Regions from separate parts of the Rattus norvegicus genome. Here all the other regions are linked to region 2. Evidence: chromatin contacts called from public Hi-C data. All regions are on one chromosome and are shown on one strand. Each heading gives the region's core, a stretch centred on a gene start, on an enhancer-like site or on the middle of the called end of the contact. The rest is flanking DNA. Distances are from core to core; before and after follow the strand shown.

The links. Hi-C and Micro-C count contacts between places; a contact is called where the count stands out from the background.
Region 1: a contact with region 2 is called in a Hi-C map of the A7r5 cell line, with 4 times the contacts expected there. The contact joins two enhancer-like sites. A contact is called at or near these places in 10 of 12 Hi-C or Micro-C datasets (the A7r5 cell line, the Rat2 cell line, Schwann cells and 6 more) and 1 of 1 datasets of contacts at active chromatin or transcription factors (oligodendrocytes).
Region 3: a Hi-C map of the A7r5 cell line shows a contact between it and region 2, with 5 times the contacts expected there. The contact joins the promoter of Usp44 here to the enhancer-like site in region 2. A contact is called at or near these places in 10 of 12 Hi-C or Micro-C datasets (the A7r5 cell line, the Rat2 cell line, Schwann cells and 6 more) and 1 of 1 datasets of contacts at active chromatin or transcription factors (oligodendrocytes).

What each region holds. Positions count from the first base shown.
Region 1 is chr7:30,229,472-30,232,171 of GRCr8, forward strand. No RefSeq gene overlaps it. Among named protein-coding and RNA genes, the nearest start is that of Usp44, 20 kb to the right of the region's middle. Within about 2 kb of position 1,325, at least 14 of the 93 cell types and tissues checked have an H3K27ac peak or open chromatin away from gene starts, as enhancers often do. A contact at or near this core is called in the A7r5 cell line, where this site is marked.
Region 2 is chr7:30,047,282-30,049,981 of GRCr8, forward strand. No RefSeq gene overlaps it. Among named protein-coding and RNA genes, the nearest start is that of Snrpf, 24 kb to the left of the region's middle. Within about 2 kb of position 1,315, at least 5 of the 93 cell types and tissues checked have an H3K27ac peak or open chromatin away from gene starts, as enhancers often do. A contact at or near this core is called in the A7r5 cell line, where this site is marked.
Region 3 is chr7:30,249,780-30,252,479 of GRCr8, forward strand. It overlaps Usp44 (ubiquitin specific peptidase 44), which reads left to right and starts at 1,426. Exons shown (of 8, transcript NM_001394071.2): 1 at 1,426-1,507.

The DNA of each region.
Region 1 (2,700 bases), core at 75-2,574, 180 kb after region 2:
TGCTGCGTCCCCAGGAATGCTCTACAATGCCAGAGGTCTGTGCTTGCACCACTGGGCATCCTTTATGTCTCTGACCTTGTCAGTGTCCGTCCCATCCTCTGAGGGTGAGGGGTATGTCATGATCTGCCCATCTCAGAGCCTGGACCTTGCTTTCCACAGAATGTATGCAACAACGAACTCTCCTAAATCTCCTCGTCCATGACAGCTGGATGCAGAGCAGGAAATTACATAACTGTACGGGTATTTGGTTCTGTGCCAGATGCTATTATCATATTAGGAGATAGCATGATCAAGAAAATATAATATACTAAAAAGTCCACGTGTATGTCTGTCTGTAGTAGGTTTGTTATATATATATATGTGTGTGTGTGTGTGTGTGTGTGTGTGTGTATATATATATATATATATGTATATATATATATATAAATCTCAGTTATAATCTCAGTTTTATAGTCTGTGAAAGACCTCTTTAGGTCAATACAATACTGCAGTGACACAAAGCCAGCAGGATATCTAGTGTAAAGCTCAGTATTTAGCATTTCTATTAGAACCCTTTATCCTGGTTAGCAGGCACTTTCCATCAACATTGCATAGACACACACACACACACACACACACACACACACACACACACACATCAATGTAAGCAGTGTGAGTAAAATCAGCTCACATGATTGTTTTTTCTAGTATGGAAGCGAGGTTCTCATTTAGTGTTAAGATCTACCAGCCAGGCACGGTGGCGCAGCTGGAAATGGCAGTGTAAGCCTTTAGTCTCAGCACTCGGAGCAAAGACGGGGATCTACGTGAGTTCAAGGCCAGGTCTACGAGTTAGTTCCGGGACAGCCAGGGCTACACAGAGAAACCGTGTCACAAACAAAAACAAACAAAGATTTTTGATGGCATTCCATTTGCCAAGGGAATAGATTAAACTGCCAAGCCTGAGTTTTCCCTCTATAAACCAGGAAACAAAGTTCCTTAAATTACCGAGTAACCTTGAGTGAGACCTTAGGGAAGCAAATGGAAAATAGCATTCCTTTATGTTCTAAAAAGTGACTTAATGCCTATACTGTAAAGACACAACCTCAAAATCCCAACTTTTCAAAGCCGGCTTGATGGGATCTGGGTGCTTTATAAATATCAGGGAAGGGACTGAAAATACACATAAGCAATTCTAAAACCCAAGAGACCAAACCCAAGAATAAGGTGGGTGAGTCGGCACCACCCAGATTCCTCTTCAGTGAAGGACTTCCTTCCCCCAGCTGTTCAGAGAGCTGCCCTTGGTTCCACTCAGTCATCCTTAGCTATCACACAATCCCTTTCAGGATTACTTCAGAACTAGTCAGCAGCCTTGCCCAAGGTCACACTCTTCCCGGGTGACGCCTATCCCATGATGCAATGGCTATATTGTGGGAATGGACGTCAGCCAAGGCCAATTTAGGACAACATGTTGAGCTCTAGTACTGTGAGAATGAACGCCCTGTGGGCTTCATGGAGACTGTAGCTGGAGTGCATCACTGCTGAATTTATCCCTCGGTTTCCTTTCCCATCTTTCTACAGATTTTGATCCCAAGGCACTCCATCATAAACACCCCGCATACTAAGCTCTGTCTACGAGCGCACCACCAGTACCAGGTCAATGACAACTCAGTACATCATTCTATTTTGTTTCTTTGAGACAGAGTTCCTCTATGTAGCCCACACTGGCCATGAATTAGGAGAAAGTTCTGATCCCCTTAATTTAGCTTCTGAGTGCTGGGTTTATAGGTATGGGTCACCACAGCTTCTCGGTCATCATTACTCACAACAAATATATCACACCATTAATAATTTGCCACTAACTATAAGACACTGACTGTCCAACAAGTTACATTGTTCCTAATCTTAACCTGTATATCTGTCTGTAGATTAACAGGAAAAAAAGCCATGGCATACTTTTTTTTTCTTTTCTTTTTTTTTGGAGCTGGGGACGGAACCCAGAGCCTTGCACTTGCTAGGCAAGCACTCTACCACTGAGCTAAATCCCCAATCCTGCATACTTTTTTAAAATATGGTTTCTGCCTGGCGTAGTGGCTCACGCCTTCAGCCCTAGTACTCAGGAGGCAAAGGCAGGCAGATCTCTGTGAGTTCAAAGCCAGCCTGGTCTACAGAGTAAGGTTCAAGACAGCCAGGGATATTATACAAAGAAACCCTGTCTCAAAACAAACTAATTAAGTAATAAACGGGTCTTTAAAAATGGTGGTGTTTCGGGGTTGGGGATTTAGCTCAGTGGTAGAGCGCTTGCCTAGTTTTTTGAGCTGGGAGTTAAAGAATGAGAGGATTGACCTAAGGGGAGTGGGCATCATATCGAGTGTGATCAGATTGCATTTGTATGGAATTCCAAAATAATTAATAAAAACATTATGTTGGGGGGAGGGGAAAATTCCGTACAGGCCCGTCGCAAACTTCATTTGCTATTAGTTTCTTGGTCAAGGACAGTGCTGCATAAGGCACCATGATAGCAGCAAGGGCATTCTATGGTCCAGAGATGGTCATTTAGGCTGAAGCACTGCACACAAAGAAAACCCATAATCAGAGTGTCTATTCCAATACAAGCAAATGGCCTTTCATATGGATGAAGTCCAGTATAATCACCCTGACCCCATGTGCTAGGCTGGTCGCCCTGAATCGGTTCTTATTCAGGACTCTGTGTTGTTCTCGGCC
Region 2 (2,700 bases), core at 65-2,564:
CGAAGAGCATTGTGGGCCACGAGAGCTTTGTGGGCCACGAAGAGCATTGTGGGCCACGAAGAGCATTGTGGGTCACGAAGAGCACTGTGGATCATGAAGAGCATCGGGGGCCAAGAGAGTATTGTGGGCTACGAAGAGCATCGTGGGCCACGAAAACATCGCTGAGAGACCCAGAGTCGGCCACTTAGGAACTCCATGGCCTGAGGCAGCTCACTGCAACCTCAGGACCCACTAAACTATAAAGTGCGGAAAACGACAGTATTTCTGTCAAAGGTTGTCATGGGACCGAGCCCCCTTCTGTCCTCACCCCCCAGTCAGTCTTTACCTTCGTACCTGGAAGATGACATTTGACAATAGACATTAAATGACTATTTTCTAGTTATAAATATGTTTGCAAACCCAGAAAAATTAACCTAAGAGGCCTTTAGGCTTATAATGCCAAATTTTGTCATTCTATTGAATTCTACAAGACAGAACCACCAAATGTCCCCTAAACATTTCCACCTTCACACCTTCATGAAAGGTCTTTCTTGCCACTTTTTAGCCCACTCAAAAGCCACCATCTTATTTCCGCCACCCCACTTCTGCTAGGCACCCCAGCCTCTGGCCTATTTTGTTTAATGTGCAAGGTTTTACCTGTCTTTGTTTGAGAGGTGGTTCTATTTTGTTTTGTAGAGATGACGTCTTACTCTATAGCCCTGACTGGCCTCAAACTGACGATTTTCCTACTTCAATCTCCTTGAGGGTAGTGTTAGACAGGCACGTGTCACCATGACAGGCTTATATGCAAAGTATTATACACTAAGTCACACGGCGGGCCTCTAAGGAAATTCCCGATGCTTTGTGCACACTTCTCAGCACGTGGGTAAATTCTCACTGACTAAAAATAGGAGGAGTTAAAACTCTTTAGTTTTAGTTTAGGAGAAAGTCACTCTTTAGTCGAATATTTGAATGCAAGTTAATTAGGAATATGTTTGACATGCGCGCTGTTACTGAGCCTTCTCTACTTCTAAAGCAGCTCGAGGGCTCTACCCACCCCCACCCCTACCCCCACCCCCACCCCCGAATTGGTCTAATCTACTGTAGGCAAAAGTTTGTAGGTTACCTGGTTCCCCTTCATTCCTTCGCTTCTAAAACGTGTGGCAAAGCAAAAAACGCCCCAAGCAATCATTTGTGGATAAAAAAAAAGAAAAAGAAAAAACCACCTGCACGTGGGAAAAGAACTGATGTGGTTTAAAAATCACTCGGAGGGAGAGAGTAAACCGCCTCTCCCATCGCTGTTCTCAACAACACTGCAAAGCGAATTCCTTATGAATCACAGCAGGAACGCGGGGCAAGACACATTTTTGGATGGTGGCTTGATTTTTTTCTTCACCAAGTGGGGCTTTAAATTTTGGCCCAAAATATTAGAAAACATTCAGTCTGCTGAGAGGACAGAGTTGGGATTTAAAAATGGCGTCCTTGGCCATCGGAGCTTAATGTTCTCTGCGATTATAAATCGGGAAGCTGATCCTCCTGGCTTCGTTTTGTTGTTGATCTTTTTGTGCAGCCCCGGCTGTCCTCACGACTCACTCTCTTCCTGCCTCAGCCGTCCAGGTCCTGGGATTACAGCAACAGCCTGCCATGCTGGGTATTTCTGCCTCTTTCTAAATTTTAATCCTTGTAACTATTTTTTACAGTTGATGTCCCGTTTTTTTTCTATTATACCTCTGGAATTGTCCAGAAATTGAACCAAATGGCAAAGGTTTTTCATTGAGTTTCCCGAGGGACTGTTGTCATTGATATGTGACCCTAATGCCACCTACACCTGATGTGTAGGCATGCGGGTGACACTAGATGTTGGATTCAGCGAGCCATTACTGTTCTATTTCAACAAAGGTGATATTTGATGGACTTTTTCCTTCCTATGTAGGCCCCTCCTTTCCTTATCTTCCTTTTCTTTTTGTTTTGAGACTGAGTCTTGTTGTGTAGCCCAGGCTAGCCTTGGATTTGTGATCCTTCTGTTCTCCTCAGTGTTGGGATTATAGGTGTGTGCCCAGGTGTGCTTCCCTTTTGAGGTTTTAATGTTTATGTATGCATTGCAGTCCAAAGACCTTTTAATTAGTGGTGTGCTGTGATAAATATTAATAAAAGAATCTCTCCCATCCCTTGCTGGTGCTGGCTCTGTTAGGACACATGGCACCTGCAGGATATTTTCATCTCAGTCAGCAAAGCGTCTCACCTGCTACGCTCCATCCCATCTCACGCTGCTGACGGCTACTCTCCGAGGCTGGTAGCCATCTCTCTACCCATCTAGTTCCCAAGGCGGGTCGCTGCCACGCCAGTTTCATACAGAGACTGCCTATCTCGTAGCTCACATTCCCAGCATCTGCCTCCTGTGGTTATAGTCACAGCTCCCAGTAACCCATTTAAACCAAAACTCAATAAGCTTGTAATTTAGCAATCAGATTTATATCTTAAATTCTCAGTCCACAAAACGTCCATATAATAAACCTACCACCAATAGATGATGATATAAACTGCCCTATAAAAGACAAACTGTCCTATAAAAATCCACCCCTTAAGAAATATAACGTGCGAGGCCCTGGGTTCGGTCCCCAGCTCCAAAAGAAAAAAAAAAAGAAATATTCATAACTATCTGCGGCCATTTAAGGCCACAGGGATCTGGGTCGTCCTTCCCTGCCTCCATCTTGGTTCTCC
Region 3 (2,700 bases), core at 176-2,675, 200 kb after region 2:
CATCTGTAACTCCGCGGTTTTCCACCCCTTCACTTCGTTCCCAGAAATAACGTCTCTGTTCCCCAACTTGTTCATAACATAATTACCCGTTTATTCTATTCTAAGTCATGCCGCGTGCCTGGTCTTCATTTTCACGTAACCAGCTTCTGAGTCTGGATCAAATCTTGCACCCCGGACCGTCTCTCAGAAGCCTTTCTGTCTCCCGGATGGCTCACCCTCTAACCCTGCCTCGGCTCATCAGCCCGAGGCTTTTTTACTGACAGGTGAATGAATGCGTTTACACATGCGCAGGAGATTCTCTCTACATTTCCTTACATTGGTTTGTCTGGGGACTAAACCTGGGGCTTTGCAGGCTGTTGTCTCATTACAGCGGTCTACAGGGTGACGGCTTCTTATCCCAGACTCTTCTAGGAACTACCAGGAAGGTCCAGTAGAGGTCGCTGTACTCTCATGTGCAATAGACCTATTGTAGCTCCGTTACCTCTGGAAAGACTCTAAACTTTCCAGACGAAACAGCAGGTTGAAGGACGGCTCCACCTTCCCGATACCACAACACACGGGGCTCCTGGAACTTCCAACGCAGAAGGCAGAGATTGAGAAAATTATGGGAAACTGACAGGGAATCAGTTTATTTCCTGTTGGGAAATCACACTACTAATGCCATGAAGAAGGTGTTAGGTAATTTGTGTACGGAGCAAGAGAAGCAATGGCTACACCCTCTCACCTCAGGTTCCGTTAGACTTGACAGGCGTGAGAAAAGAATTCTCATGAATACAGGATTCCAGGATGACAGATCTGGTGGCGTCCCTAATTTATAGAGAGGGTCCGCCAGTTTCTAAAAGTATTTTTTGGTTTGGGCTAAGACAGAAGGATCAAAGTGTTTAAGAGATGAGGAGAGATTCAAAACAACCGGAGGAATTTTTTTTCTTTAACTGTTTCCTGACATCAAAGAAAAACTCCGGAAGAAGTCTGATTCAGAAGCGCCTCCAAAACCTTCACTGAGGGGAGGCATCTCGGTCAGCTGGAAGCCAATCAGAGAACTGGTGGCTAAGCCCGGGTTTTCAGAGAGAACTGAATGGCGTGACTGAAGGCTAGGAAGGCCCCGGCATTCACTACCAAGCTAAAAGGAACCAAATAAATGATAAGTGTCAGTAGTGGAGGAAGAACGCAGGCCGAAAACAAAAGGAAGGCAAAGGAGGTTGGCCCCAGTCCCCCCAGGCACTGGGGAACAAACAGGGATCCATGACAGAGAAGAGGGGGTAGAACCCCCCGGTGTGATGCACATCTGTTTGAAGCGGGGTGAGCAGATCCTGGAGATGCGAGCATCCCTTCCCCAGGCCAGCCCTGCCCTCCCCTCCCCCACAGCTCTGTGTGAGCTCACAATACTCACCCTTCTGGTGCCAGTGGCTTCATAGGGCCTCCAACAGACCAAAATGGAAAGCTTTGGATGAAGAGAGCCTGCCGTGGTGAGAAGTCAGAGGATTCAGAAAGGCTGGTATGAGGACAGGTAAGCCTGGAAGGGAAGGGCCTGCTTCCGTTCTCCTCAGCATTGACGTTTCAGGCTGCAATATGCACTTCGGACTTCTTTTTTTTTAAGTTTGGAATTTAAGTTTTTTTTTTTTTAAACAAGAGTCTTTGGGTCTGGCATACAGCAATTCCTGACCTTTCCTGAACCAATCAAAAATAAGTCATTTAAAAATACCTAGCCAGAGTTCCATCTACATGAAGAAGGTGTTTGGTATTTGCGTATTTGTATTTTGTAACAAGACGGGCAATGCCTACACCCTCTCACCTTAGGTTCCATTGGAATCGGCGTGCGTGCGTGAGGAAGAGTTCCAGTTTACACTAGGTTTGAAAAAGCAAGTTGGGGGCTGGAGAGATGGCTCAGTGGTTAAGAGTGCTGACTGCTCTCCCAGAGATCCTGAGTTCAAATCCCAGCAACCACGTGGTGGCTCACAACCATCTGTGATGAGATCTGATGCCCTCTTCTGGTGTGTCTGAGGACAGCGACAGTGTACATATATAAATATGATAAATAAGTGAGTCTTTTTAAAAAAGAAAAAGCAAATTGGAGGGGCTGGAGAGAGAGTTCAGCAACTGAGTTTACCGCATTTCCCTGCACCCATGTTGGGCAGCTTAGAACTCCCGCTCCAGGAGATCCAACACTCTCTCTGCTCCCCAAAGTAACCTGCACACAAGAGGCAGACACACATGAACGAAAATTGTTTTAAATCACCCAAAAGGCAACCTGGAATTCTTTTTTTTTAATGTTTTTTTTTAAAGATTTATTTATTTATTTTATGTATGTGAGTACACTGTAGCAGAATTCAGACACACCAAAAGACAGCATTGGATTCCGTGAATGGGGGGTTGGGGATTTGGCTCAGTGGTAGAGCGCTTGCCTAGCAAGCGCAAGGCCCTGGGTTCAGTCCCCAACTCCGGAAAAAAAAAAAAAGAAAGAAAAGAAAAGAAAAGGATTCCGTGAATGGTAATGAGCCACCACGTGGTTGCTGGGAATCGAACTCAGGACCTCTGGAAGAGCAGTCAGTGCTCTTAACCGCTGAGCCATCTCTCCAGCCCCAGCAACCTGGAATTCTTACAGAGAAAGTATTTTAAGGGAACTGGCAGCGCCATCCAGCCTTTAGAGAAGTTTACTATCCACATAGTCACCGAAGTAACTAGCAGGTTTTTTAAATCTAA